Regions from separate parts of the Ovis aries genome. Here region 2 is linked to region 1. The links are chromatin contacts, called in public Hi-C maps. All regions are on one chromosome and are shown on one strand. Each heading gives the region's core, a stretch centred on a gene start, on an enhancer-like site or on the middle of the called end of the contact. The rest is flanking DNA. Distances are from core to core; before and after follow the strand shown.

Region 1 (2,700 bases), core at 32-2,531:
GAGAACTAAAGAATTGATGCTTTTGAACTGTGGTGTTGGAGAAGACTCTTGAGAGTCCCTTGGACTGCAAGGAGATCCAACCAGTCCATTCTGAAGGAGATCAGCCCTGGGTGTTCATGGGAAGGACTGATTTTGTAGCTGAAGCTCCAGTACTGTGGCCACCTGATGCGAAGAGTTGACTCATTGGAAAAGACTCTGATGCTGGGAGGGATTGGGGGCAGGAGGAGAAGGGGACAACCGAGGATGAGATGGCTGGATGGCATCACTGACTCGACTGACATGAGTTTGAGTGAACTCTGGGAGTTGGTGATGGACAGGGAGGCCTGGCATGCTGCGATTCATGGGATTGCAGAGTCGGATACGACTGAGCGACTGAACTGAACTGAACGTGTTCACCAATAAAGAGCTCAGCCTCCCAAGCTGAAGCAGCTTGCAAACCTGCAGACAAGTGAAAGGGAATCTTAGGTTATTTGATATGAAATATCAGCGTGAAAATGAAAGCAAAGTCGGACAAAAGAAAACCCGTCTCCATCCCATGGGGGTGGGCTTGCACACAGAACAGAGGATTGCCCCTTTACACTTTTACTTATTTAGAAAACTGCCATGAACAGCTTGCCTTTCACCTTGGGGACACATCCAGCCCTGCTGTTGGTAGCAGTGAAATTACCCAGCACCTGAGGACCAGCCTTCCCCACACTGTCGGATTCTAGAGAAGCTTCTAGTAAAGGATGCGTCTTGTGTGCGACTGTCCCGTTTGGGACTGGGGACAGGAACCAGCCTGGAGCCTGAGTGCAGCGATGCGTAGCCCGTGACTGGGCCCTCCTGGCTGGCAGAGGAAACCCTCCTGGGGTTGCCATGGTGCTGCCTAGCCTGGCCCCCGGGCCCTCGTCTGCAGTTACTTCAAGTAGAACCCTCCAGGCCTCAGAAAGCAGGCACCGCCCGGGGTGGGCATACGGCCCGGGGTGGGCATACCGCCCAGGGTGTGCAGGGACCTGGTGGAAGTCTCGTGGGCCAGGCCAGGCATCCTGAAGGGCACCTGGGTTGGGGGGGGGGGGCACTGAAGGGCATCTGGGTCCTGGGGGTGGGGGGGCACCTGGGTGCTCTTGGTCACCACATGTGGGGCACACGGCAGCCAGTTTGGGAAAGTTCAGGGCAGAAAGATTAGGGCTTCTGCACATATCTGTATCTTACGCCGCGATGAATGAAAACAAACTGGCCTGCTTGTGCCGCGAGGAGTGGCCCTCGGAGGCCCCGGCCCACAGGCCTAGGCAGGCCGCGGGCAGCAGATGGCGCCCGTGGGGCCGCTGCGCGGGGGCCCGCAGCCGGCGCAGAGCTGAGGCCGCGGAGGCTGCCCCCGACCCGCGCACGCCAGGCGCCTTCCCACGGACCCCGCGACACGGCCCCTGCGTCCCGCTCGCTCGCCAGGCACGGCTGCAGCCGCTCCGGCCCCCTGGGTCCGCCCAGCCGAGGCCGAGCCGCGTGCGGGGCCGCGCGGGCCGCTCTGACCGGGGCTCCGCTCTCGGCCCGGCCACTCCCGGTAGAAGCAGATGACCGACTCCCACGGGGATGGCCGGAAGCAGACGTCCGTCCTCGGCCGGCCCTTGCAGGGCAGGTGGAGCGGTGAGGAGAGAACGGGGACACGCCGCCCTTCCTGCCGTGGGAGTCCTGCTGGAGATGGGCTCTTCCAGCGCTGGGCACGGGCTCCCGCGTCCTGGCCTCAGGCGTTGCGCGGAAGCCACTGGCGGGACCTCACCGCGCGCTGGTGGAAGCGCCCGAGCCTGCCCGCCCTCCTCACGGCTGAGCCGCGCCTGCGGCGGCGCCTGGCGAGCGCCGTTCGCGCGGGACGCTTCCGGTCACGTGGCCCATTGCGCTTCCGGGTCCCGCTGCCCCCTCCCCTCCGGGGCTTCGCGAGCGGCCTGGTCCGCGCTGCGTCCTGCTCGCTGTGCCCGCGGGAGAGGAGACGTCTGTGACTCGGCCTCCAGCTTCTGGCTCTTCGTCAGCTCCAGCCTATCGCTGAACGTCAGGGACATTTACATCCCATGTACTGTGGTTTACACTCCAGAGTTCTTATTTCATTCTTCTGATCATTTCTCTTTCCCTGAAAATCACTCTACTTTCTGTGAATTCTTTGGATAGTTTTCTTTGAACATACTTGCCTCGACTGAGATATTTTTCACTTAGTAGCTTCTTGGATAAATTGTCTAGAAGGCATGTTCTTGTTCACATGCTGCCTCTGAAGTCTCCACTCAGTCAATTTGGTCAGCTACTGACCAGTCAGAGGTTTCTTTAATACTTTGGGCTCCTCTCCCAGTATTCTTGGGCTTCCCTGAAAGCTCAGCTGGTAAAGAATCCGCCTGCAATGCGGGCAGGGTCTGATCCCTGCCTTGGGAAGATCCCCTGGAGAAGGGAACGGCTGCCCACTGCAGTGTTCTGGCCTGGACAGTTCCATGGACTGTGTAGTCCGTGGGGTCGCAGAGGCACGACTGAGCGACTGTCCCCTTCCTGGTACTTGGGGAGAGCTGGAGGGGGGGGGGGTGTTGTTTTCAGTGCCCCATCACGTGGTCCTGCTCGGCCCTCACCCCCGCCGACAGCCTCAGCACAGCTGCAGGCGACCGGCCCACTCCCACGCGCCTGCGCACGAGCACACCTTCCTAGACGCCCAGGGACACGAGAGGTTTCCCAAGCCCTCTTTGACATCTA
Region 2 (2,700 bases), core at 84-2,583, 110 kb after region 1:
CTTTCCCAGCATCAGGGTCTTTTCCAATGAGCTGGCTCTTCCCATCAGGTGGCCAAAGTACTGGAACTTCAGCATTAGTACTTTCAATGTAGTCAGGGTTAATTTCTTTTAAGATTGACTGGTTTGATCTCCTTGAAGTCCAAGGGACTCAAGAGTCTTCTCCAACACCACAGTTCAAAAACATCAATTATTTGGTGTTCAGCCGTCTTTATGGTCCCTTCATGGATCACAGCCTTGTCCTGGGGAAGGGGCTTAGACAATTCAACGAAATTATAAGCCATGCTGTGCCAGGCCACCCAAGATGGATAGGTCATAGCAAAAGGTTCTGACAACACAGAACACGGTCCACCGGAGGAGGGAATGGCAAACCACTCCAGTATTCTTGTCCTGAGAACCCCATGAACAGTATGAAAATGGAAAAAGACATCAAAAGTACAAGACCCCCTAATAACACGCTCACGGATGCGCTCCTTAGCACAAGATTTGAGTCCTCTCTCTCTCTACCAGTAAGTTAAATCTTTTCTAAGTAACACTTGCAGGCTAAACTGACGCGCACTTCGCAGAATCAGAGCTTAATGTCAGTTATAATGTGCATCACGGGAGTAGGACCCCTCCCTCTAGCCTTGCGTGTTTAAGGTTGGCTTTTATGTTAACCTTAAAATAGCTGTGATAAAATATAAACGTGAGCTGCAGACTAGTGCCTTAATATCTCAGTCCCCTTGTCTCTCGCTTTGTGTAAAAGTTGAATCTTTCAACAATTACTTTTTCAGACACTGTGTGATTCCTACCAATCCCACACGGAACCAAACGGCAACCAGCGGCAGACGAACTCGAGCAGTGCGCGCCTCCGCGGAAGGAGAGCGCCCTCCGCCGCCCGCCCGGACCGAGGCTGGGTTCCGCTCCGCTTCAGAGGCGGTTTGCCCGTTTCCCTGCAGCAGCTCCCGTTCTGCCCGGCTGCGTCCCCGCCCAGAGAGCCGCTGGGCCGAGCTCCGGCCGCGCTCAGCCCCACTCCGCACCCCTTTCCCCTCGGCCCCACGCGAATCCCGGCCCAGCAGTCGCGCAAGGCTTCGCGGGCCAGCCTGTCGGTTGCTAGGAGACAGGAGGGCGCAGGCGCGCTGGGGAGGCCGCGGGGCACGCCGGGCCGGCGGTCGCTCGTTGCTCTACTGCCCAGGCTGTCGGTTGCTAGGAGGAATGGCGGCGCAAGCGCGTTAGGAGAGGCCGCTCCGGGGCGCCGTCTTCCAGTTGCTAGGAGGAGGAGAAGCGCAGGCGCGCTGGGGACGGCCGAGGGGCAGGCCGGGCCGGCTGTTGCTCGGTGCTCGGCTACCCCGCCTGCAGGTTGCTAGGAGGCGGGACGCCGGCTGGGGGCGCGGGAGCCCGAGCGTGTTTCCTGGCCTGACCGGCCGGAGGGCGACGCGGCCTCCGGGGCCTGCGCGCAGCGATGGAGTCGGGGAAGGTGGGTGCAGACGCCACGCGGGCAAGCCCGTGCTTGCCGGGGCCGCTTCCTCCTCGGGGGCGGGAGGCGCCGCGGGCCTGCGCTGTGGGACCTTAGCGGCGTGTCTTACTTCCCAACGGATACATCGGGGCAGTACGAGTAGGGCTGGATGAGGTTCTAAACGTTAAGGTGCTCAGTAACTAACTCAGTAACTGAGCTGTCCCGTAAAAGATGAGGAGTTACTTTGCATGCATTTTCCTCCCTTTTTTTGTCTTCTGTCGTTCACTTTTATCTTAGTAATATCGATTAGAAGTTAGAGCATCAACTTCCCGACTTCCATCGTCTTCTGCACCGGTTCTTCACATTTTCATAAGTTATTCTGTAACTTGTTTTCTGTGATTTGTTTATAGGAAGTTTTAAAAGTTGTGTTAACCAAAATTGTAGAAAAGGAGACTTGGTTGAGGTTAAAAGGTGTTTATGTGGCGTATGTTACGACTGCAGCTTGGGAGACACAGATTCAAGCTCTTGAACTGTGTTCCCCGATTGCAAAGTGGGGGAGGCTTATAAAGGCAAGAATTTACAATGTTACATTTAGCTGCTTGAGTTGTTTGTCAAGAATTATCACTGGAGCTGGGAGGAGATCAGGGCTTGCTTGGGGTCCTTGCCGCTGCTAAGTGCTGTTCTGGTCGCTGGTGGCGATCTTGGGCGTGGTGCTGTTCAGAGACAGTTCATTGCTCGGTGCTGTGGGGGGGTGTCTGAGGACCCTCAGGGGCCACCCCTTTTGTTTGCCTGAACTGGGGTCGCGTCATTGTAATGTCCGCTTGCCACCAGTTGTCATATCGTGATTATATAAGCAGAGTTGACTGCAGAGCTAAGTTGTGTGCTTGGACCAAGGGGGAGAGCGCAGTCTTGCTGCTCAAAGAGCGATGTGGGCATGCGTATACCTAAATATACGTGAGTAGGAGGGTTGGTTTGTATAAGTTACACTTGCATAAGGAGGTTGGAGGTTCTGCTGTTCAGGCATCTCTTCTGGAGTTTTCCTTTGTCTTCAGGCTGCGGTTTATTCCTCTCAAGGGGGAAAACACTGCCTCCCTACTTGGAGCCTCAGTTTTAATTTATTTACCTTTATCTGCCTAACAGGATGGGACCCTGGCGGAGCAGAGGGCAGGAGGAGGCAGGGGCTCCTGGTCTGAATCACAGTGGCTAAGCATATTGTAGGGTGATGCCTGGGGTTTTGATGGGCATGAGGAGCCCTGTGTCATTTTACA

The links. Hi-C and Micro-C count contacts between places; a contact is called where the count stands out from the background.
Region 2: a contact with region 1 is called in a Hi-C map of liver, with 5 times the contacts expected there. The contact joins the promoter of DYNC2I1 here to the enhancer-like site in region 1. A contact is called at or near these places in 11 of 16 Hi-C or Micro-C datasets (blood, liver, mesenteric adipose tissue and 5 more).

Annotation. Positions count from the first base shown.
Region 1 is chr4:121,010,095-121,012,794 of ARS-UI_Ramb_v3.0, forward strand. No RefSeq gene overlaps it. Among named protein-coding and RNA genes, the nearest start is that of NCAPG2, 20 kb to the left of the region's middle. Within about 2 kb of position 1,282, at least 51 of the 54 cell types and tissues checked have an H3K27ac peak or open chromatin away from gene starts, as enhancers often do. A contact at or near this core is called in liver and tail adipose tissue, where this site is marked.
Region 2 is chr4:121,117,696-121,120,395 of ARS-UI_Ramb_v3.0, forward strand. DYNC2I1 (dynein 2 intermediate chain 1) reads left to right here and starts at 1,334. Exons shown (of 23, transcript XM_060415248.1): 1 at 1,334-1,453. The coding sequence starts at 1,439. It overlaps LOC121819483 (a long non-coding RNA gene), which reads right to left and starts at 1,091. Exons shown (of 2, transcript XR_009600587.1): 1 at 1-1,091.